Linked DNA regions of Bombyx mori: region 1 is linked to region 2. The links are chromatin contacts, called in public Hi-C maps. All regions are on one chromosome and are shown on one strand. The core of a region is the stretch at or near the end of the contact, and the rest is flanking DNA. Distances in the headings are between cores, read along the strand shown.

Region 1 (3,917 bases), core at 737-3,236, 91 kb after region 2:
CTACGATGAAGAAGTAACGTCGAATTATTTACATTTCAAATTCAATATTTCTGTGTGAAATGTAAATCCAAAATTCGCGATATTTCTAAGACTGGGGATATGTAGTCTGTATGTACCGTTACCACACTCCGGCCTACTTCTGCCATAAAGCAATTACGAGTTTCTATTTCGAACGAACAGCCAACAGTTTTTCTTCTTGATACGTCAACCTAAAGTTAGGCCATATAATGCATGTTAATCTGATGTCTATATACACTGTTTGTTGCGTTATAGTAATTAAGCGTGGACTATATTTTTTATAAGAAATATTTATTGAACCTTTATATTACAAATTAACGACTTAATATAAGAAAACTATAAAATTGATGAGTTGCTCTTGGTGGCTGAATTTGAAAGAGGATTTGGTGTCATGGCGGACGTCGCTCGCTGACATTTTTACGTTCAGAAACTGAACACTGTTAATAATTTAAAATAGTGTTTAAAATCAGACTTTCATCACGTCTACCATAGACAATACTGTATAGAAGAGCACAGAGTTTATCTATAAAATACATTACAATTGACTTATTCGGTGGTACAGTTAGCGCTATTGATTACTGGACAGTGTTGTTAATTCGATTCCCACATCGGGCAAACATTCATAATATGATGAATAATTTTGTTTGCTCTCGGTCTGGGTGTTCAATATGTATATGTGAATTTATTTAAACGTGTATAACTATATATATCTGTCTCTGGTATCTATAGTACAGGGAACCCTAGTTTGGGTACAGATGACCGGTATCCTGACTGGACATCGACTATTATATAATTAGTGAAATAGTGACATCTCTAAGCATCCGATATCACTCAACATCAGATTAACCATGAGCTTTATCATAAAAGTCAACAAAAAAAATTTATAAATTAATAGCTATAATATCTGCTTTTATTCATTTAGTCAGAGTATACTTTATTACACACCTAAACAAAAACATTGAATATCAACACAAGAATAAACATAAAACGTACTTCCAGATTGTATTTTTTTATTCTTAAATATTTTCACAGCCACTGCCCACTGATCTCCTGTCACTACAACAGAATCTGATAATAATCTATCGAACTTATACATGATCTCGAAAGTCTTTGCCCGATAACGATTAGATATTTCTTCCTACTAAAATAGATTCCCTCGACGAAGCTCTACATTTGTTGATATTGCCATAATGAGTGTGACTTTGTTTTTATTTCCTATCATTCCCGTAACAAACAGTTTTAGAGCGTCAAATAAGAAATACTTAAAACGATTTTTGCAAATTCAACGACAACATTTACTACACCTCGTAAATGTACAGGTTGATGTAATTGATCCAGTCGCTCTAGACCGGTGCATAAATTTCAGAATGCAATTATTTACATACATAAACACACGTGCGCGTCTTTACGCGCATGCCGTTCTATGCGAAGCGTAATTAATGCCGCCTGTTTGAATGTGCACTGTTGTAGATTAGTAGCAGTACATCGATGTATACATAAATGCCTCGGGAGCATTGGATGATTATCTTTGGCAGCGTTAGAGATGCACTCACCGGCGGTTCGAGCGGTACGACGGGCGGGCTCGTCTTCGCGCAGGTAAGGCGCATGACGGCGTGCTGCAGCCGGGGCCAGAGCCGCTAACGTGAGCACCAACAGCGCCGGCAGCATGGCGCCGCTCTCACACTAGTATCTCACCGGGATCTGATCGTTTCCCGGCCACGAGCTCACTATTTTGGACGCGCGCAGTTCGTACAACAAGCGATGCAACGAGCGCGAGTTCGCGATTGTGGCGCACACTGGCAGGCGTCGTTATAGCGCGACGGCTGAACCGGACTGAGTCGGACGACGCGCGATTTCCCGGCTCTTGCGGCGAGGGGACCGGCGCGCCCCTCGTGGAAATCGCAACGCGCGATACGCCTGGGGAAAATGCAGCGTCGCTATCCGCCCGCCCCACCCGCCGCCTCCCGCACACCTAACATCAAAATATGTGCATTATTACCATCGCAACTCGTGAAACAAATTTAAATATCTCCGTATGCTTAATAATAATTATTGAACCATCGAGTTTTTATTGAAAAGTTTTTTTGAGGTGTTTTAACTGAGGATTACAATAAACTACAACTTTTGAGTCAATCAAGCATAATTTTTTTGCATACTGCAACTGTTTTGTGATATACGTTTTCGGATCTGCGAGATTTAAAATGTTTGTAACTTAAACTGTGAATATTAAAAAGAAACACTGAAGCACAGTTCAGGTTTTCAGCTCTACCTGTAAGAACTTTTGTGCGCTTAAACAGGTTTTCCACTGTATCACAAAGTTAATTTTCACTACCGTGGATGTGCGACCAAACTTACAGCCAATCTGATGTTAAGTGGCTACCGACCGTAGACATCATAAAAGTAATGTCCGGCTCATCTTGAGACCTGGGTGCTTAGTGCGAGTTTTTTAACGTTCTCGATAGCGTAAAAGTTAGCTCATATTTGTATCGAATGGGATCGTTTGCGTACGTTTGCCGCTAGAGGCGCTGTTCCAACTGCATACAAAATTGGGTTAACTTTTACGCTATCGAGGACGTTAAGAAACTCGCACTAAGGACACTGTTGTCGAAGTTTTTAATGTACTGCAAGACAACTGCTTCAAGGTAATCGCCACATGACCCCTACCATCAGTAATTATGTTTCTTTTTGGCGATTTTTATTTTTATAACACGATGATTTCCTGCGTAGCGGTCGTTTGTGGAAATCTATTATATTTATAAGTACTCTCAGGGAGTTTTGAACTTATCTAACGCATTTTACGATCGCATTACTCGATTGCGCAGGGCGTTTTTCCCATTACAAAATCTCTCCAAAACAGTATTTTTACAAACTATGTACTTCCAAAATAACTGACGTTTTTGACTAACTACATTAAAATAAATGATCCCATCTGACACTCACTGATTTTATGCACTAGTTTGTTTGATATTTAGCTTGATACGCGGCTCAGTTGGCAGAGATATATTTAGGGATAGTCAGGGGTAGTTTCTGTTGAAATAATGGACTATCCTAAATAAAATTCAAACTTCATAAATATTTAAGGACTGTTCGTGGATCTCTAAATATTTTAAAATGGTTTTTTTTTTATTGCTTATATGGGTGGACGAGCTCACAGCCCACCTGATGTTAAGTGGTTACTGGAGCCCATAGACATTTACAACGCAAATGCGCCACCCACCTTGAGATATAAGTTCTAAGGTCTCAGTATAGTTACAACGGCTGCCCCACCCTTCAAGCCGAAACGCATTACTGCTTCACGGCAGAAATAGGCGGGGTGGTGATACCTACCCGTGCGGACTCACATGAGGTCCTACCACCAGTAAAATGGTTATATATACCTACATTTTTGTACATTTAAATAACGCGTCATGAAACTCTAAAAGCAAGGTCAAATAGACTGTCTGGTGGTGTACAGAAATCATGAAATCACCACCTGTTTATACTCATTTTCAAAACAACGTAAATGCGTCAGAAAAGCGCGTAAACTCGTCTGAATGTGTTCAGCGTGTCTATCTTGGGCGTTTAAGAACCATTTACAAAGTTGCAGTGATCGGTGATTTTACGATAAAAGTTTGAATTTGTGAACGTGATAAAATTCGTTGCAACCGAGGCGCGTTGCAACGTTATTGCTGTTGAAAATAGTATCTCAATAATAACTTATACCGCGTGGGATGAAATATAAACTGAAATATGTTTATGACTTTACAGCACGATTTGAAATATCTAAGTGTTATGCGTTTTCATCGATATAAATGCACTACTCCAATTATTATACTATGTACATCTTTATTTGTATTGCGATTTTGTCACAGTCGATTTTATGTTGATGAAAAGTGGAGAGATCTCGGGCCACTACAAAG
Region 2 (3,889 bases), core at 912-3,411:
CGAAATAGAGAGAGAGAGAGAGAGAGAGAGAGAAAGAGAGAGAGCGAGAGCACTGACATTTCAAGCGGCAAAATAATTTTGATCAGTTTAATCAGATGCGAGCGATAAATAAAACAAATTCAGTGCGCTACGGGACATTATGAATCGGTAATAAATCATAGTTTACGATACAACTGTATCGCTTTCATCTCGCAATAGTCTGCCAACATTTCTACGAGTGATTTTTTCTTTAACTATGACTAACGTACAAGCTCCCGACCCACCTGGAATTAAACAACGAACAAATACATAGAAAAAAATACAAATAACAAAAAAAAAAAACAATTACTATTACAAATGGCTCTTCAACCTAAGAAACCGAAAGCGCATGATTGTTTTGTCACATTACTAAATAATTAACTTTTTATTTTATTTTAATAATGTTATTGTAGAAAAAACAATAAGTCAACGTTTTACTGGTGGTAGGACCTCTTATGAGTCCGCGCGGGTAGGTACCACCACCCTGCCTATTTCTGCCGTGAAGCAGTAATGCGTTTCGGTTTGAAGGGTAAGGCAGCCGTTGTAACTATACTTTAGACCTTAGAACTTATATCTCAAGGTGAGTGGCGCATTTACGTTCTAGATGTCTATGGGCTCCAGTAGCCACTTAACACCAGGTGGGCTGTAGCTCGTCCACCCAACAAAGCAATAAAAAAAAACGTAACTTTTCAGACAGATGCTACTACTACTTAAGATTCTCCTTTCAAAAGTGGCTCCCATCAACGGCGAACGCGGTATACGTGTTCCCAAGCACGTTGCAAATGCGTTGCTTATTTCAATATGTATCATAATTTACTTAATAAGTTAATCTAATCTAACCGAAAGTGCGTTAACACGGAGTCCTGGTTGGTACTCGAGAAATAAACGTATTCAACATATTTTGAAGTGAGTAAATGTTATAAATCGCGTTATCAGATGATCGGTAGCGGACGACATACTAACAAGATAAACAAGCGCATAGTAACTACAGTAAACGTGACGAGAAGAGCTGTTTACGAGTCTAGCGAGTTTATCCGAAAGCAGATTGTAATCTGGCACGCTCCGACGCCACCGCTCATAATTCACTCCGTAAATTCATAAGCTACCCGAGACAGCCCTAAATTTATTTGCAAATGGCGCCAACGTGGCGATGAATGGTTCTAGGATATTTGCGAGCACAACAAAGAACTAGAATTGAAAGATGATTCGACCGGAGAACGTTATTCAGGGTTGAAAATAAATATATAACACAATCTAGACAATTAATTAATTAAATTGCAGTATCTATGCTAATATATAAATCCACAGTGGTTTTTACGGATGTTCCGTTATAACTACTGAACTGTGTATCTGATTGACTTGAAAATTGATATCCATGTAGAAAATACATGTACTTAATGGATAGGCTAATATTTATGAGTGTTGGACTCCCTACACCAGTTGCGGGGGCGTTAATGATGAGAATATTTGTGGGGGTGAGAAATAATAATGTTAATTTTAAAGGCCCAGCGAAGGGGTTAAGCGAAGCTAGTATTATCATATTTCCGAGTCCCATTGGTATTATATGATTAATCGATAATACGTCACAAATGTTCTATTCTGCTACTCCCGAGGTGGATTTGGTCCAAAATATCGTACCTGAGTTCAACGCTTCTTCGCAAACGCGGGATTGAAAAGCCTGGGAATAGGAATTAGTGGGAGTAATAAAAATATTAGAAGTTAAATACTATTTACTTTAGGTGAATGATATGAATATAATTACAGTAGCTGGAGGTGGATCTGATTTTAACCGCATGGACCATATTTATGTAAGATCTTCTAACAATTCAAAAGTGCCAAGGCTCACTTAGAATGCATAAAAAAATGTAAGTATGAATGTATAGTCAATTATCTCTTAATGCTATTTTGGGCTTTATAATAAGATCATAATTTCTGCAAATCTTATACAAAGTAGAATGCTAAATTCCCTACGTAAAGTGTGACCTATTTCTAAACGAATATACCGTTGTAACAGTCATCAGTTTGATTCACTTATCAAGATAATATCTATAAAGAAGAATGGGACAACCCTGACAACAGCGCGCATTGCGCATCGGGACACCTTTGACTCCGCTGGGCTTGGCTCACACGTCGTAGATGCAGTGTACATGAATATTTATGCGGACGCATACCGCACTCGCGCGGTACTGACTGAGATTCTGCGGACAAACGGCGTATCACCGGCACCGCTCATTAATGTCGTTTACTGTAAACTTTAAAGTTTTGAAAGTCACCTCGAGAGACGTGACCTGACTAGGACCGTGATCGATTCATTCCAAGTCTAGTCGCGGCCGGTCTTTAGGCCTCTCAGACGCGTCGAGTTTTCCAATCGAATGATGTAACTAGGCGCCAGAGTGACGACGTTTACTATAAACGAACGTACCTAATGAAGGCAGAAACTGCGTAAACATACAGTATTAATAGTCCGCAAAAGTCAGATCAAACTCATTGCTCAAAACTAGAACTCGTTTATATTGGTTGCTTAATATAAAATATTGTCGTTTTTAAAATGAATGGATTTAAATTCATCGTCACTCCTTAATCACGAAATCCTTGGCTGTCTAAATATTCATAGAAATCATAGTGGCACTAGTTATAATCAAAACACTAAGCCGCTCAGTTTGATAAAAAAAAATAGTCGAGAAGAAAGAGATAAAGTTAGAAATAGTTCAGAAGGAATACTTGGCGTTCTAGCCAAGAAAGTAGAGCTATAAAATTACGACCAACTTCAAAGACTTGGTTTCTGAAATTATTTGAAATAAACAAACTGGCATTTTACATAACTTCAATTTATATGTAAAAAAAATATCAAAATTGTCACCGGGGTAAGAAAGAAGACATTGGTGAGTGATTCGCCATTTATCAGGAACAAGCATTGTTCGGAAACCATGATGTGCCGAAACAGTAGTATTTCAATTATCAAATCAGTCGAATAACTCTCAATACTAGTAATTTTTTTTTTTTTTTTTTTTTATTGCCTTGTAGGCAGACGAGCATACGGCCCACCTGATGGTGAGTGGTTACCGTCGCCCATGGACTTCAGCAATGCTAGGGGCAGAGCCAAGCCGCTGCCTACCGATTAATACTCTCCACAAGTCTCGTTTGAAGAAGGACATGTCATAGCGCTCGGGAAACACCGTGGAGGGGAGCTCATTCCATAGCCGGATGGTACGTGGCAAAAAAGACCTCTGGAAACGCACTGTGGATGACCGCAGTGGCTCCAGGTAGTATGGATGAACTCTACTCCGGTGGCGGGCGGTGCGATGGTAAAAACGAGATGCCGGTATCATCTCGAACAATTCCTCAGAGCACTCCCCGTGGAACATACGGTACAAAATACAGAGGGAACCGAAGTCCCTCCGCAGACCCAGAGGTTCCAAACGATCCGTGAGACCGGGATTATCGACAATCCGAACGGCCCTCCTCTGTATGGAGTCAAATGGAAGAAGCTGGTATTTGGGAGCCCCGGCCCAGAGATGGGAGCAGTACTCCACGCGAGGCCGGACTTGTGCTTTATAAAGCAAAAGCCTTTGTCCAGGCGTGAAGTACCGCTTCGCTCTATTGAGGACTCCCAGCATTTTGGACGCCAACTTGGCTTTGCCTTCCAAATGACTCCGAAACTGGACATCGCTCGAAATGTCGACCCCAAGTATCCCAATACTCTCGTAATTAAGTAATTGCGTTCGTCCTTGTTAACATCGGCACGTTTCACAATGCAAGTGACCCACTACTGTATTTTAGAGAGCGTTTATGAAAGGATTAGATAAAGGCACCTATTCTATTTCACTTGTCAATTTTGATTTTCATTCGTCGTTAAACATCAATAAATTTG

Evidence for each region. A called contact is a pair of places that touch in the nucleus more often than the background predicts.
Region 1: a contact with region 2 is called in a Hi-C map of whole pupa, with 2.6 times the contacts expected there. The contact joins the promoter of LOC101745779 here to the enhancer-like site in region 2. A contact is called at or near these places in 3 of 7 Hi-C or Micro-C datasets (all in whole pupa).

Annotation. Positions count from the first base shown.
Region 1 is chr8:9,313,103-9,317,019 of ASM3026992v2, forward strand. It overlaps LOC101745779 (dorsal-ventral patterning protein Sog), which reads right to left and starts at 1,987. Exons shown (of 16, transcript XM_012695533.4): 1 at 1,572-1,987. The coding sequence starts at 1,686.
Region 2 is chr8:9,221,855-9,225,743 of ASM3026992v2, forward strand. All of the region lies in intron 3 of LOC101745779 (dorsal-ventral patterning protein Sog), which reads right to left. Among protein-coding and RNA genes, the nearest start is that of LOC101737836, 38 kb to the left of the region's middle. Within about 2 kb of position 2,162, at least 6 of the 8 cell types and tissues checked have open chromatin away from gene starts, as enhancers often do.